Linked DNA regions of Sus scrofa: region 1 is linked to region 2. Evidence: chromatin contacts called from public Hi-C data. All regions are on one chromosome and are shown on one strand. The core of a region is the stretch at or near the end of the contact, and the rest is flanking DNA. Distances in the headings are between cores, read along the strand shown. Region 1 holds the start of MRPL37 (39S ribosomal protein L37, mitochondrial). Region 2 holds the start of PARS2 (probable proline--tRNA ligase, mitochondrial).

Evidence for each region. Hi-C and Micro-C count contacts between places; a contact is called where the count stands out from the background.
Region 1: a contact with region 2 is called in a Hi-C map of liver, with 6 times the contacts expected there. The contact joins the promoter of MRPL37 here to the promoter of PARS2 in region 2. A contact is called at or near these places in 1 of 5 promoter capture datasets (fetal liver) and 2 of 47 Hi-C or Micro-C datasets (heart right ventricle and liver).

Annotation. Positions count from the first base shown.
Region 1 is chr6:158,142,180-158,145,955 of Sscrofa11.1, forward strand. It overlaps MRPL37 (39S ribosomal protein L37, mitochondrial), which reads right to left and starts at 1,350. Exons shown (of 7, transcript XM_021096592.1): 1 at 925-1,350. The coding sequence starts at 1,270. It overlaps LOC100622386 (NADH-cytochrome b5 reductase-like), which reads left to right and starts at 1,418. Exons shown (of 6, transcript XM_021096602.1): 1 at 1,418-1,529.
Region 2 is chr6:157,587,666-157,591,208 of Sscrofa11.1, forward strand. It overlaps PARS2 (probable proline--tRNA ligase, mitochondrial), which reads left to right and starts at 1,320. Exons shown (of 4, transcript XM_003127972.3): 1 at 1,320-1,417.

The sequences.
Region 1 (3,776 bases), core at 100-2,599, 550 kb after region 2:
CAATTTCTGCTACTGCCATAGACATACAGATAGTTTTGGCTCAAGTTATTTCGAGCTGTTCTTATTCCTAGTAGGAATAAAGGAGAAGGGAACTAGACAGCTTTTAGGTCTGGATCCTTTCCTTGAAAAACATCTCAGCTCTGACCTTTGACAAGAGACACTGACCTGGTGTAGGCCTGGCTTCACTAGTAACCCACAGCACAGCTGTGAGCAAGTCACATCCCCTCTGTCACAATTACCAATCCTGTGAAAAAAGGAGATAGGCCTGCAGATTAAGCACTCTTTCTGTCGTCTCTTTGCACTATAATTCCCCTCTAGTCCTTTTTCGGGTCACACCTGTGGCATACGGAAGTCACCAGGCTAGGGGTGTAATCAGAGCTGCAGCAATGCCACAGCAAAGCGGGATCTGAGCCACATCTGCGACCTACATCAGATTCTTAACCCACTGAGCGACGCCAGAGATCGAACCTGCATCCTCACAGATACTCATCGGGTTCCTAACCTACTGAGCCACAAGGGGAGCTCCCTCCCATCTAGTTCTTAAACATAGTTACATCTGGAGGGTGTCAAGAGCTCAGCCAATGTGCTCCACCTAGTCAAAAACAACTCATGCCACAGGAAATGGAGGCTTAGGAAGCTTCAGCCACTTGACCAAAATCACAGAGAGGGAGAGGCAAGGCTAAGCCTAGAAACCAGTTATTTTCACTTGGCCACTAAAATTCTTAATACTCTCTCACACATGCTGCTCTTTTCGTCCCACTTAATCTTGACAACTTCAGGAGATGGGAATCAATGTCGGGCGCCTTTCACAGACGAAGAACCTGAGGCCCACAGAGTTTCAATGTCCTGCCCAAGGCCACAGAAAATTGAGGTCTGTGCTGAGTGGAGGAACAAGGCCCCTTCCCGCCCGTGCTGGGGCCTCACCCTCGAGGAGACGGCAACGCTGGTGAAAGACGTAGCACGCCTGGTCCTTGTACAGCGGGTGCTCGTGAAGCGGGGGCAAACGGCGGAACTTTGGGTGCGTCCAGCCGGGGTCCCAGGGAGGGAAGACTGGCCGCGCCAGCCCGGGCATGAAGTGCATTTTCCCCGCGTAGGTGATGGGCTCCAGTCCTGGGATCTCGTACACTCTGTCCAGGGGAGGAGGCTCGGGTTTCCGCGTGGAGCGCACACCCCACTCGTACGCCCCGCGTCTCGGGGCCCCGCAGCCCCCAAGGCCGAGCCGGCCGAGGCGAGCCAGCGCCCGCCTTGCGGGCCCAGACGCCAACGCCATACCCAGCGGATCTTCTCAAAGCCTCCACCTGGACGCCACCATCTTCCCGAGCGCAAGGCCTGCTGGGAACGAAATGGGCTGAACGCCAAGGCTCCGTTTATGAGTGGCAGCGGCTTTAACCAATCACAATCAGGGCATCTTTGTCTTGCCCCACCCCCCAGACCTTCTTCCTTTCCCGCAGGTGGAACCCTGCCCGCTTCGCCGCGGGCGGGGGGGGAACCTGCATGATCCTCACCTGAGGGGAATCGCTGGAGGGTAGGTGAGTGGTTGTGATGGGGGCTGGGACGGGACTAGGAGAAGAGCTCCAGGACCTCAAACTCGAACTCAGGACAACCTTGATCTCTTACGGCAGTTGGAGTTTGGGCAGGGTACGTCCTTCTGAGCCTTAAAGTCCCTCGCTGTAAAAATAGTGATAGAAGTGCCTAAACTAGCGCAGCTGCGCAGCGTCCCGCACGTGGTGGGTTTCCTTTCCTCTCAACCACTTCTCACGATAAGCTTGAGCGTGGTCCTTGCACCGACCGCTTGTACTGCTCGCCTCCTCCCCAGCGCTGAAAGTGAGTTCCTTTCCTCCTCTTTCCTTGGAATTTCCTTTTGCGCCTCCTAGAAGCAGGATCAGAGGTACACCTGGAGGTGTACCCTGCTCTTTGAGCAACACGTGTTTATCAAATGACAAACTCTCAGGCACTGCTGAGCACCAGGTTTGCACTGGTGAATGAAACAGATGTGACGTAGACCTTATAGGTTAGTAGGCGATACAGACAGACAGCAAGTAAATAAATAGCAATTACAACACACACACTTCTTACCCCGTTTCCCTAGTTATTTTTCTCTTTCGCATTTAACACTAACGTGCCATGTTTTCCATTTTGATCTTGTGTAATGACTCTCCCACTAGAATATAAGCTCCATGAGTGCGCGGGTTTCAGATTCTTCACTGAAGCCTGCCTGTAGATCAGCGTCTGCCACAGACTCAATATGTGTTTAATGAATGAATAAATAATAATATGTGATTAATCAATAAGGTATTATTAATAATAAACATAGTACCTGCTAGAGAATGAGAAGGGGAAGGTTCAGCAGAGCTCAGAGAAGGTGACCTTGAAGCAGGGCCTGAGGGTGAGGAGCATCATCGCAGCAGAGGCAACAGCAGATGTCAGCGCCTGGCTTCTTACACTGAAAAGGCAGAAGGCTGAGAGAAGGCTTGTCTTTGAGAGGAAGCTGGACCTTTAAAATTCATGATTGACATGGCCAACTTCTCTACTAATTTCCAAACAGCCAGGGAAAGTGAGATTAGTAAAACATGGAGAAGATAAATTTAAGGCTGAGATGGATAAATAACCGCCTTGGAGTTCCCGTCATGGCTCAGTGGTTAACGAATCCGACTAGGAACCATGAGGTTGCAGGTTCGATCCCTGGCCTCACTCTGTGGGTTAAGGATCCGGTGTTGTGGTGAGCTGTGGTGTAGGTCACAGACGCGGCTTGGATCCTGCGTTGCTGTGGCTCTGGCTTAGGCTGGTGGCTACAGCTCCGATTCGACCCCTAGCCTGGGGATCCTCCATATGCTGCGGGAGTGGCCCTAGAAATGGCAAAAAGACAAAAATAAATAAATAAATAAATAAAATAATCGCCTTGGAGTTCCCATCATGGCTCAGTGGTTAACCAATCCGACTAGGAACCATGAGGTTGTAGGTTTGATCCCTGGCCTTGCTCAGTGGGTTAAGGATCTGGCATTGCCATGAGCTGTGGTGTAGGTCACAGACAAGGCTCAGATCCCAAGTTGCTGTGGCTCTGGCGTAGGCCGGTGGCTACAGCGCAGATTGGACCCCAAGCCTGGGAACCTCCATATGCCGTGGGAGCGGCCCAAGAAAAGGCAAAAAAAAAAAAAAAGAAAAGATAAATAACCGCCTTGCTGTACAACAGTTTACAGTTAACAGAGCTCCTTCACTTGTCTCACTTTATCTGTAAAATACCTCTTGGGAGTAAGAGATCAGCATAAAAAGAGCACCAGACCTCATTCACTCTTCATACAAACCTGGTACATAACACGCAAGAAAAATGAGATGAACTGCTGTGACACTGTGCCAGCCCACAAGCTCTATGCAGGTAGAGCCCATGTTTTATTTACCTCTGCTGTATCCCAGCACCTAGCACGGTGTCTGGCTCCCAAGCCGTATTTGTCAACTGAGTACTTAGCACTCACCTGAGCCTTCCATATGCCAGGCCTGTGCTTGGTGGTAGAATAAGGAAATAAGACACCATGTTTGCCCTCAAGGGGGTCTCAGCCTGCTAAATCTTCCCAAAATCATAGAACCAGGGGTTTTTTTCCTCTAGAGAGAAACTTTTCAGGAGTTCCCCTTGTGGCTCGGCAGGTTAAGAACCTGACATATCGCCCGTGAGGATGCAGGTTCAGTCCCTGGTGTCACTCAGTAGACTGAGGATCTGGCATTGCCGCAAGCTGCAGCATAGGTCGCCGATGGCGGTTCAGATCCAGTGTTGCTGTGGCTGT
Region 2 (3,543 bases), core at 70-2,569:
TTTGGTTTGTTTATCAGGCACGGTGTTGGGAGCGGAGGGAAACAAAGATGTAAACCCTACCCCATCCCACGCCCCTCACACTGGCTCATCATTTCCTGATTCAGGGCCTGCGTGTGTCCTGGACCTTCCAATCCCCTCCCACTGCCATTCTTGTGTTGCTAACCTCCACTCATCCTTCAGGGTCGGCTTGAAGCTCACCTCCTCAGGGAAGCCCTCTTTCCCAGCATTCCTAGAGGACTGTTCTCAGCCCCCTCAGCCCACCCTATTACACCACGGATCACACAGTATTTTTCCTGGCAGATCCTGGTGGGCTGAGAGCTTCTTGGGGCCAGTATCAGAACCACCAGGGTCTTGCACTGGGTCGTGTACATTTTAGGCGCTGAATAAACTATAGCGGTTACCAGTTAGGTAGCGTCATATGATACACAGCTCCCACCTCAGGGCGTTTGGCACTTTTTGTTCTCTGTGTCTAGAACATTCTTTCCCCCCCCCCATATCTGCAAGGCCCTCTCAGCTCCTTCAGGTCTTTGCTAAACTGTCACCTACTCCATCAGACTTTCCTTGATCCTTTTATTTTAAATGGCAACCACAGACCGCCAATGCTTTCCCTTGTCTAATTAATTTTTCTTCACAGTATTTAACACCATCTGACTAATGGGTCCTGTCTTTACATAAAATTTTGACCATTTGTGCATCATGGAGTTTTTGCATTATTTTTAAAAACTTAATTGCATTAAAATACCACTTATCTTGACCCCTGAGATCTTTGGCCTCCCTTTAACTTTCACTGTATTGATTTATTGACTAGAATGTAAGCTACACTGAATGCAGGGAACCCTGTCTGTTTTGTTCACCATTCCCCGTTTCTTCAAGGGGCTGGGACACGGCAGCTGTTCAAAAAATATTTTGTGAATAAAAGTTTGTCTTAGTGTCTTAAAGATGAAATAAAGGTGCTTCATTTCCACTGTTTAAACTTTTTAATTTATTTAAATTGAAAGCCTGTAAAATCGCAGGATAGATTCAAACTCGCTTGGCCCGCTGTTGTCATAGTTACAACATCCAAGGCGGGTCTCCTATTCCGAGAGTGGGGCGGGCCCTGGCAGTGGGTGGGAACTTTAGGCTCAAAACCTGGGAAATTGGCCTTGATCATAGAGTTACACCTCCCTAAATCCTAGAGGGCACTTCCCGGATGGTGATTTACTTATTGCTGCCCAGGCCAATCTACGAGCATGTTCTTTCTCCGCGGCTAAGTTTCCTGCAAACCTCTAGCGTGGGGTGGGGCCAGTCCCCCGAGCACGGCTTTGTGATTGGCGGTAAGGACAGGAGGCGGAGTTTGACGTGGATACGCCCCCGGCGCACGCGCGCTGGTCGGGCACGGCGGTCGCCGCGCGGGCCGAGTTGGCAGGGAGTAAACCTGGTGAGCATGGGTGACAGCGAGGGCTGAGGGTTGAGGGAAGGGCGGGAGGCTGCGGAACAAAGACTGCGCTCGGTCCTGGACGCCGAGACCTAGAACCCTGGCGTCCGTTTTCTCACGTGCCTCCGGTCCTTGGATTGGGGCTGGGTCACAGTCACTGAAACTCTTGGATTATGCTTGTCTCCTAGTCTGTTTCCTCCCTTGTGAAATGGGGGCAGGACTTCCTCCCTTGTCTGCCTCGGGTCGTTGTAACTGAGGATTTGTTAGAAATCTCCGAGACCTAATGAATCAGAAACTCTAGGGATGAGGCCCCATAATCAGTGTTTAATAAGCCCTCCAGATGATTCGGATGCTTGCTTGAATTTCAGATCCACGGGGCTACCGGAATGTAGCAGGCTGTATTGAGGGACTTCCAAACCCGAGTTGGGAAGGAAGGTGAGAGACGGAAAGAAGGGCGTGCACATGAAAGAAATCTTACAGACAGACTCATTTACTTGGAGAGGAATCAAGGGGAAGGTGTTTCTGGTTTGGGCCACGGGCCTGAGGTGGGGCCTTAAGTGGTGGTGCCAGGAGTGAACCAGCATGCCCTGCCTCCCGAGTCTGCACTTTTCTACTCAGTCACGTTAGGGCTCCCATCCTTTTTCAGGTCATAGGCCACATAGGAAATGATACTGTTTGTACAGTGCCCGGGGGAAATAGATGAAGCTGCTTGAGGTTGGAGTGGACCAGCTGTGGGATGTGAAGCCGCTGAAAGCTGGAGGGAACCACCTGGGGAATTTGACCTTCCCAGAGCTGAGGGGAGTCAGTAACCCATTCTCGGCATAAGGCTGGAGAGCTTTGCTCCATGAGGATATGCTGGAGATTAGAGGTGCTCGTTTTATTCGGCAATAAATCAAGAACCTTGAAAGGGTTTATATACTTTTTGACTCAGTAATTCATTCCTGAAAATCTCTCCCAAATATGTAACAAGAAACCCTTCTGTTTATTGTAGATTATGTTATAACAGAAAAAATTGGTAACTCTGAAGAATCATTTTTGTTTTTTTGTTTTCTTTTTAGGGCCACACCTGCAGCCTATGGAAGTTCCTGGGCTAGGGGTCAAATCAAAGCTGCAGCTGTGGGCCTACACAGCCACAGCAACTTGGGATCTGAGCCATGTCTGCAGCCTACACTGAGTGAGGCCAGGGATTGAACTGCATCCTCGTAGATACTAGTTGGGTTTGTAACCCACTGAACCACACGGGAACTCCCCAGAGAATTGTTTTTTTGTTTTTTTTGTCTTTTGTCATTTTAGGGCTGCACCCTCAGCGTATGGAGGTTCCAGGCTAGGGGTCCAATTGGAGCTATAGCTGCGGCCTACGCCACAGCCACAGCAACGCCAGATCCGGGTGGCATCTGCGACTTACACCTTAGCTCACGGCAATGCTGGATCCCTAACCCACTGAGCGAGGCAGGGATCGAACCCACAGCCTCACGGTTCCTAGTTGAATTCGTTTCTGCTGTGCCATGATGGAACTCCAGGAATTGTTTTTGATTTAATCAGTGGGATATTGTGCTGCCCTTAGGAATGTGTAAATATTTTATAAAATCAGGCAGAGCTTCTTTGCCTGCCCACCTGCTTATATCCCTCACAAGCATTCTGTCTTAATAAATCTATTTCTTGCCTAAAAAAAATAAAATCAGAGCTCCCGTTATGGCTTAGCAGGTTATGAACCCGACCAGTATCCATGAGGATGCGGGTTCGATCCCTGGCTTCATTCATTGGGTTAAGGATCCTGCGTTGCCATGAGCTGTGGTGTAGGTCGCAGATTCAGCTTGGTTCCTGAGTTGCTGTGGCTGTGGTGTAGGCTGGCAGCTACAGCTCTGATTCGATCCCTAGCCACGGAACTTCCATATGTCGTGGTGCGGCCCTAAAAAGAAAAAATAAAAATAATAATAAAAAATAATAAAATTATCCAGAAAGCTACACGCTCATTCAGTAGACAGTGTCTAGTAAGCCCCTCTATGTGACAAGCAAGTGAGATATGGCCCTTGCATGCACAGCCGAGTGCCTGGAGGAAGACCAGCGGCCAAAGGAGCAGTAACTCCAAAGACTGATTGGTGTTCCATGGGGGAGAGGGGTGCTCCCAC